Linked DNA regions of Anser cygnoides: region 2 is linked to region 1. Evidence: chromatin contacts called from public Hi-C data. All regions are on one chromosome and are shown on one strand. The core of a region is the stretch at or near the end of the contact, and the rest is flanking DNA. Distances in the headings are between cores, read along the strand shown. Region 1 has its middle 37 kb from the start of HPGD. Region 2 holds the start of HPGD (15-hydroxyprostaglandin dehydrogenase).

Region 1 (4,156 bases), core at 1,018-3,517:
GTGAGTTTTACTTTCAAACTCATCATGAGATTTTTGACAGTAAATGATATAAGCTCACGTTGGTAATACTGGAGCTATTTTCTGTGATGTAACAGGCCTTGATGATCTTTTGGGTCTTTTCCAACCTAAATGATTTTATGATTCTACATTATCTTTGGAAAAGGAAGTATTTTGTCTGAGCTTTCCTACCTGTCAAGAAAAACAATAGAAGTCCATCTAATACTCCTACTCAAAAATAGACCAAAAAATAATATTAAGATTACGTTTATCATTGACAATAACATTTTTATGTAAAGCAATTTTTATCATTTGGATAAAATGAAACTTTCACTTTTTACCTTGGTAAAATATTAAGCCTTTTGAATGTGATACTAGCACAGCCAACAATGTCTTCAGAGAAATAAGAGATTACAGGGAAGTTAGAAGTATGAAGATATTTTAATAATTAACAATTTGATCTTTTTATGTGAGGAAGCCTTCCTTTCTAAAAGTAATCCCAGTTAATGTGTTTACAATCTTGAAAACTGTCTGCCATTGCACAGCCAAATATGACTCTGTGCTGCAGCAGGGACCTATGAGTGCAAGTGTCTTTCAGGCCTTCTTGCCAGCTTTCATTGTAAGCTTGCAGTGATGCTTTGTCCATGATTTCCAGGTTGCAGAATCAGGACCAGAGGTGTCAGCCAAGGGATGCACTTGTTGCAGATCTGCTGATCAGTTCCTGCCAGTGCATAGGCCAAGGAAATGGGAGGGAGGCAGATACGGTAGTGTCCCCAGATCTCCTCTTGGGCAGACCCCTTAGAGGGATATATAGACATTCAGATTATTCTACTCCACTCCTGTCTGTCAAATCTGGAGTTTCCTTAGTGCAGTACAAGGGTCTACAAAGCCCTTTGATACTGCCTTTTACACAGCTGTCCCCAGGGCAGCTTAGAAGAAAAGCCTTTCTCTTTCTCAGCCTGATTTAGATATGCTTTCTCTCTGTCAAGGGTACCACTTCAGAAGGTAACTCATGCACAATGTCATCATTGCTTCTGACATTCTGACATCTGCTAGAAAAACTGTTTTTTTGTTTGTTTGTTTTTCTGCCATAAACAGTATTTTCCCTTCCTTCCCCAGCACAGCAGGATGTGCATATGGAAGCAGAACGTTTCAGTTAGTGGCCAACCTCATAGCTGGTATTGTTTTTTTCTGCTTTTTGTATTTTTTTCCCCTCTTACTTTGCAGTTAGCACTGTTGTTATCAATTGCTTGGTATGAGATAAAAACACGAAGCCTGTTCTTCCATGTGTAATTTCTAAACCTCTGCATCTTACTGTGGTGGTTTTACTCAGGTGCGTGGCCAAGCTCCACCACAACTGCTCTCTCACTCCCCCTCCTCAAAGAGGAACGGGGAGAAAATACAATGAAAAGGGCTCAAGGGTTGAGATAAGGAAAGGGAGATTGCACAGTAATTATCGTGACAGGCAAAACAGACTCAGCGTAGGGAGATAGTAAGATTTATTACCTATTACTAACAAGCTGGAGAAGTGAGAAACAAAGGAAAGAAACCAAAAACACCTTTCCCCCCCATCTACCCTCTTCCACCTCCCCCCCCAAGCGGCGCAGGGGAACGGAGGAATGGGGGTTATGGTCAGTCTATAGTGCTTCTTCGCCGCCGCTCCTTCTCAGTCACTCTTGTCCCCTGTGCTGTGGGGTCCCTCCCACGGGATGCAGGCCTTGCTGAACTGATCCGGCATGGGCTTCCCACAGGCAGCAGCTCTTCAAGAACTGCTCCAGATATGGGTCCGTACCACGGGGTCCATCCCTCAGGAGCAAACTGCTCCAACCTGGATCCCCCACAGGCAGCAGCTCCTGCCAGGTCACCTGCTCCTGCGTGGTCTCCTCTCCACGGGCTACGTGTCTGGCCCAGAATCTGCTCCGGCGGGGTTCTTCCACAGACTGCAGTCTCCATCGGTGCAGGTCCACCTGCTCCACCGTGGTCTCCTCCACGGGCTGCAGTGTGGAACCCTGCTCCACCGCGGTACTCCATGGGCTGCAGGGGGACAGCCTGCTTCACCATGGTCCTCACCACAGGCCGCAGGGGACCTCTGCTCCGGCTCCTGGAACACCTCTCCCCCTCTTTCTTCACTGACCTTGGCGCTTGCAAGGCTGTTCCTCACTCCTCTCACTCTCCCAGCTGCTGTGTGGCACAGCGGTTTTTTTCCCCTGTCTTAAATATGCTCTCACAGAGGCGCAAAACAACATCACTTATTGGCTCAGCTCTGATCAGCAATAGGGCCCTTACCAAACATGGGGCAGCTTCTAGATCCTTCTCACATAAGCCACCCCTATGGCCCCCTGCTACCAAAACCTTGCCATGTAAACCTACTACACTTACGTAGGAAGTGGAACTTTGCAGCCACACTCAGTAATTGCAATATAAACCGAGAACATCCAAAAATGGATTTTGCCTTTCTCTTCCTTCTGACCCAAAGCCTAGAACTGTCTTTTCCTTTAGCAAGCAAATTCCTAGCTGTCCACTGTACAGTGGGTCTTTATGCCATTGCTTGCCACCATCTGTCATGAGTAATTTGTCAACAGATTAGAGTTCAGGGTAGTTGTGTTATGCAACAGTCTTGTGCAATGAATAACTTCAGAAGCACCATGCTGATTCAGAGGATGTTAAAAGAGTAAGAAATGTGTAGAAAATCATAGAGTACTCGGACCCAGACAAGATGTCTCTGATGAGGCTTTCCTGTAGCTTGGGTGGAATCTTGTGTCTCCCCTTTCCTGCTATACTCTTCACTGGGACTGGTTCATATTCTTTCTCCATAAGAATTTTGACACTTTATTTCAGGCTCTGGACTGGTCTCAAAATACTGGTCCTCAAATTGTTCTCTATTTAGTCATCTGGTAAACATGTTTCTCCAGAATGCATTGAAACTAACTCAATACCTGTCTGACTCTAAATATGGGGAGAACCTTCAGGTTCAGTTTCCACCAACGTGACCCCAACGTCTACAGTTTTCTTTTCTTAATGGCTACCTCTATTTCATATTTTCATCCTTGACCATCAGACAACCTTCTCTCAAAGTGTAGAAACACAAAGTTCTAGGTGTGGATAGGTCAAATATGAAAAATAATAATTTAACTTTGGCCTGACACTAACATAACATGAAATCAATATTGTATGAGGTAAGGAAGAATGAACTGCATTTAGAGAGGCCCCAGTCCTCAGCTATCAAATTTTCTGTCTGACCCGAACCTGCATCAGTTTAGAACAGGAAACCAAGAAAAATCTGTTTCCTCCAGATCGTGTTGATGTAATGGTATGCAAGGTAATTAATATTCTGGATTTCAACCTGACCCATTGGAATCCTCAAAGGCAGAATGAGACAAGAAAGCAAACAAAACATTTCCTTTCTTTTCCAGAGAAAGATAAATAGGAACAGCTAAACAAGCTCTGACAAGCTTTAAAATCAGATATGAAATTGGATTGTATTATACCACCTAAAAATGATAGCAGAGTTACCAAACTGATAAAAGTTGGTTGTTCCACTAAACAAACCTCTGTTTTAGGAGGGAAAAATAACAGCTGTTGACTAGAAAGCCTAATGGTCCAAAACCAAAGTGCTATCTCTTAGACTAAAAGCTGAAGGTTGAAAAAGTCTAAACATTTTCTCGACATTAGAGGAAGCAAAGCAAACTCTAAAGTCCTTCCAATCATCCCTCAAAAACATGTATTGTGGTTTTTTGTTGTTGTTGTTGTTGTTCTTGGGCCATTTAGTTAGGAAACAACTCCCAGAGGTGTGAAATTTGCAGGAAAATAGTGGGACAGATCTCTGAATGGTGCAGACCAAATATTATTGTATTTGGTATAACATCCAACTTTTGCTTAAAAAGCAAAACAATCTGCCTGAAGTTCACTGCCTGTCCTTTCCCTAATTTGATTAGGTAGAAGGAGAGAGAGAGAGACAGAATGTGCTTTTGCTCTCTGCACATGTGGCTACAGGTTTGCAGCAGGCTACAGTTGCTGGTATTTGTGATGAACTGATTTAGTTGGCTCTTTTGGTATACCTGTCAGGTTCTGCTATCAGAGAAAGATACTGTATCCTAGTGCATTTTAAAGCTCTTCTTTTGATCAAAAGTGTGATGTATAGCAAGAGCTTTGGCTTTTG
Region 2 (4,156 bases), core at 663-3,162, 37 kb after region 1:
TTGTGATGGCAAATTTCTGCTAAGCAACCTGCAACGGGAAAAATGCAATATCAGAGAAGCATAAGCAGCTTCTTGCTCTTGCTCCTTGCCATCACTCCAGTCTTATTCTGATCATTCTTTTCCTGATAACTTAGTTGCAAATCCTCCCCCACTGACCCATCCTTCTCCCTCCAGTTCCCAGGGCTCAGCCCTTAGGCCCTGCACTAGCCTGGCACTAAAATGAGGAGGAAATGTGGGAAGTGGGAGAGAGAAAGCATGCTGGGGTAACAGCCATACTGCAGCACATGCTATTCCTACCCCTAAGATGCTTATTTTTGCTCCTGAGTTACTCCTCCCACTTGAAGAAAAAGTTAGTAATGAACCTAGCTGATAAACAAACAAAAAAGTTTGCTGATCAGAGCAGATCTCACGTTTAAAGTCCAGTATCTCCCATGCAAAACACTGGAATTAGGCATAATCACGCTAGCTTGGAGCTGGGAACAATATTGCTGAGTTCCGGACTATCCGCAATGCTTTGTGAAAGAGGAATGGATATGCTTCGTCACTACCGTTGAGAAAGCAGCGAGTGAAGTGTAGTGCAAGTAGAACTAACAACACTCGCATCTAGCCTGACAAATGAATCTGGGGAAAGGGTACTAACAACAGCTATGTCAAAATTTGAAAGTGACTCACTACCTGTGAATGTAACCTAAGAATGAAACTTTAATGAAGTGTTGTGGTGACTATGAGATGTTGTGAAGGGTATGTCAAAATTACAAACTATTCCAAGATGTCAGTGAGGAGCAGGATTTATTCACTGAGAACATGAATGGCAATCACATGTGAAGGAAGCTCCTTGCCATGCCCTGCATCTGCAAAACATATGCAAAACTTTATCGATCCTTATCCAACCCCACACTAAAGCAGCGTGCCATCTACTGCCAACTGTTCTTTCGGCACAGCAGCAGACGTTGAAGGCAAGCATGCTGTACAGAAAGAGCACTGCAACCTGGAGGAGATTTATTACTCCTGTGATGAGAGAATGCAGCTTGGAGTCTGTACTGAAGCCTCATAAAAAGCAAGTCCGTGCTTTAAAGTTTATGTATATTACTCATAAAATAACAACTATCTTCTGCAGAGGCTTTCATGCAAAAATGTCACACAGTGCTCAATGGAAATGATTTCTCTGGCTTTTCTTTACGATGTGCCAAGTAACACAGTGAAATACGCGCGCGCTGGCAGTCATATTTCACATCTGCAGGTTCAGAAACAAATCCTTTTTGAGTCACTGTCAGGAGCGATTGGGAGTAGGCTGTCCTGCAGCACCCATAATTGCGCACCTATAGGTGCAGCAGCCCGGGCTCCCTCGGCGCGCTGAGCCGGAGCGCAGCGCTGACGCTTGGCCCTTTACCTTTCAGCTGCTCGGGGTCCGTAACGTCGCACTGGATGAACACCGTTCTCTGCGCCTCGAACTGCTCGTCCAGGGCCTCCTTGCTCTCCTGCCCGGCCTCGAGGTTGCGGTCCAGCAGCGCTACCTGCCCGGGGACGGAGGGAGGGAAGGGAAGGAGCGGGGCTGAGGGGAGCCCCGCCGAGGCTCGGGGGCTGCCGGTGCCCGTGACGGGGGCGCTGCCCGGGGCTTACCTTGGCTCCCTTGCCCAGCAGCGCCTGGACGAACGCCCTGCCGATGCCCTGCGCCCCGCCGGTGACCAGCGCCACCTTGCCATTGACGTGCATGGCGCTGCCGGCCCGTCCCTCCCGGCCGGCGCACAGGAGGCTTCTCCCGCCCCGCCGGAGGAACCTAGCGCCGTGTCACCTGCCCCAAGTTTCCTCCCTCCTTCGCTCCCTCCCTCCTGCCCTCCTCCTTCTCCTCCTCCTCGCTCTTCTCCTCCTCCCCCCGGCGGTGCCGCTGCGGCCCATTCCCCCCCGCTCCCCTCGCGTACGGCCCCGAGCCGCCCGGGGCCGGGGGGAGTGGGGGCGGAGCAGCTCGGTCCCTGCTAACTCGCTCTCCAGGACAAGAACTAAGCAGCGGGGGCCGGCCAAGAGCCCCCCCGGCTCCCCCTGCCGGCCCCGGGGCAGCCAGAGCTGGGGCAGAGCCCCCGGCCCGCCGCGGATGGGCTGAGAGGAGGCTGCGGGCTCCGAGAGGGCTCCCGGCAGCCGGCCGAGGCTGAGAGCCCTGCGGGTGGGCCAGGCGGAGAGCAGCAGGGGGAAGGAAGCCGGTCCCGAAAAGCAAACAGGCACAGGGTGCTTGTCCTTTCCTCACAGCCGGGAATAGCGAAGAAGCGGTCATTAAACGGGGCGAACGGCGGGCACATGGAGATAACTGCTTTCGAGAAACGCTCGGGTCTGTGTGTAACGCGGCTTGTGCTTCCAGAAATGGTTAACCACTTTTACAGCTTGCAAGCCGAATATCCCCCTACAGAGCGCAAATTACGTTTGATTAAAAGCGAATGTATCAAGACCAAGTAACATATATCACCGTGCGTTAGAAATAAGAGCAGTCTTATAGATCAAAAAGCTGAAATCAAGTTTCTTGTTCGTTAATATTTCACTGGAGGCTCACAAATGTTATCCCACAGGAAACCCACTGCGGTGGAGTGTTGGGCAGATGGGAAAATCCATCGCTCCAGCCTTAAGCGCCGTAAACGTACATATGCCAGGTATGCATCTGTGTATTACAACACGCTTTTCTTTGGGGTGCTCTGTTTTCTTTTGCCTGGTGTATCACGTTTAAACTTTTTGCTTGTGCTTTCGAGGCCCAAAGGTACTCTGACTCAGACTTCATCTCTGTCATTACTGTCTGTTGCAGTGTTTCCTTGCTTCTCAGCGACAGCAACAGTACACCTGTTTGGTTTCTCCTCCCAGCTGCCTGTTTTCTCCTATGCTGCCTTCATATATGTAACACCCTTAATTCAATTCATTTTTTCCCCTAGAAGAAACAAATTATATTACACCTAACACCAGCAAACTGTTACAGAACTATTAAGGTAACTATGTTACCTAATTGAGTAAATTGAGTAACACAAGAACTTGTTATTATAACCTTTGTCCTTAAAAATGTGAACTAATATAATCCAGCTGCAAAATTGGACAGCAGCCATCTAGTTTTCCTAAAGATCATGATTCACAGTACTTCAGAAAAGCAGTCGGAGCTGGTCTCTGGGATTAGTGATTTGTTTGACTATGATACCTGTATTTCTGGGAGGACTCCAGATTGCTTTGGAGCTGTGAAATTTGTGCCACCTAAACTGCCATGCCTAATGAAGTCTTTCCCAACCAGCTGAGCCAGCTTCCCTAATCTGCTGAGAGGCAAGTACAGTGCCCAGTCAAAGGCACATCATGAGAACAGTGTTACCACACAGGGACCAAACAATAACATTATAGTGGAGTCTTTCACCCTCAGCGCAACCCCGATAACTTCTCCCCTTCCTCAACCTTTGGCCAAGTCACAATCAACATCCATCATGGTCTTTATTTTCACTGCGTATCAATATTTTTTTAAAGTGCTACGCAAAGGAAAAGATCAATAAAAAAAGCCTTTGTGTTGTCAAATCATTGTAGTCAGTATGACCTTTGGCGGCTCTTTTCTAAATTGTTGAACAAATTGAGAACAAATTGGACTCTTCAGTGACACTGGAATGCTTTAAGATTTGAGTGCACACACTCTGCGTTAAACAAATCTTACAAGTCTGTGTTCTAGCAGTCAGCTTGGCTGAATATAATCCTGGACATGGTAGGTTGAAGTTACAGAAATTGAAGTATTGTAATATACTAACCCAAGGTTTCTAAATCTGATTTTGTTCACTGAATGTAATAATGGAAAGGGTCCATTTTATGTACTTGTGGAAGAAGGCCAAAAAAAAAAAAAAAAAAAAAAAAAAAGTTCCACATCAATACCTATAACCTAGGCAAAAATATATCTGAAATCAAAGACAGCATTCTCAGCTAGAACAGAATGTGCCAATCCTCCAAATACAGGAGGAAGTACCAGAAGGATGATTGTGATTTACCAGGGCCAGCAGAGATTGTTTGGCTGTAAGGGATATATATGCTCTGCTCCTTCACACTGCACCAAATTTGCTGATAACTCACTGCAGTGACTCTGAAGAATTTTGTTCTGGCATAGTCCTTTAACAACATTGGTCTGTAATATGATCAACTGCATAAAGGATTAAATGTT

Evidence for each region. Hi-C and Micro-C count contacts between places; a contact is called where the count stands out from the background.
Region 2: a Hi-C map of liver shows a contact between it and region 1, with 3 times the contacts expected there. The contact joins the promoter of HPGD here to the enhancer-like site in region 1. A contact is called at or near these places in 2 of 7 Hi-C or Micro-C datasets (both in liver).

What each region holds. Positions count from the first base shown.
Region 1 is chr4:55,428,859-55,433,014 of Taihu_goose_T2T_genome, forward strand. No RefSeq gene overlaps it. Among named protein-coding and RNA genes, the nearest start is that of HPGD, 37 kb to the right of the region's middle. Within about 2 kb of position 2,268, at least 2 of the 3 cell types and tissues checked have open chromatin away from gene starts, as enhancers often do. A contact at or near this core is called in liver, where this site is marked.
Region 2 is chr4:55,466,127-55,470,282 of Taihu_goose_T2T_genome, forward strand. It overlaps HPGD (15-hydroxyprostaglandin dehydrogenase), which reads right to left and starts at 1,913. Exons shown (of 7, transcript XM_066996172.1): 1 at 1,621-1,913; 2 at 1,391-1,514. The coding sequence starts at 1,713. LOC106041768 (a long non-coding RNA gene) reads left to right here and starts at 1,937. Exons shown (of 7, transcript XR_007159981.2): 1 at 1,937-2,636.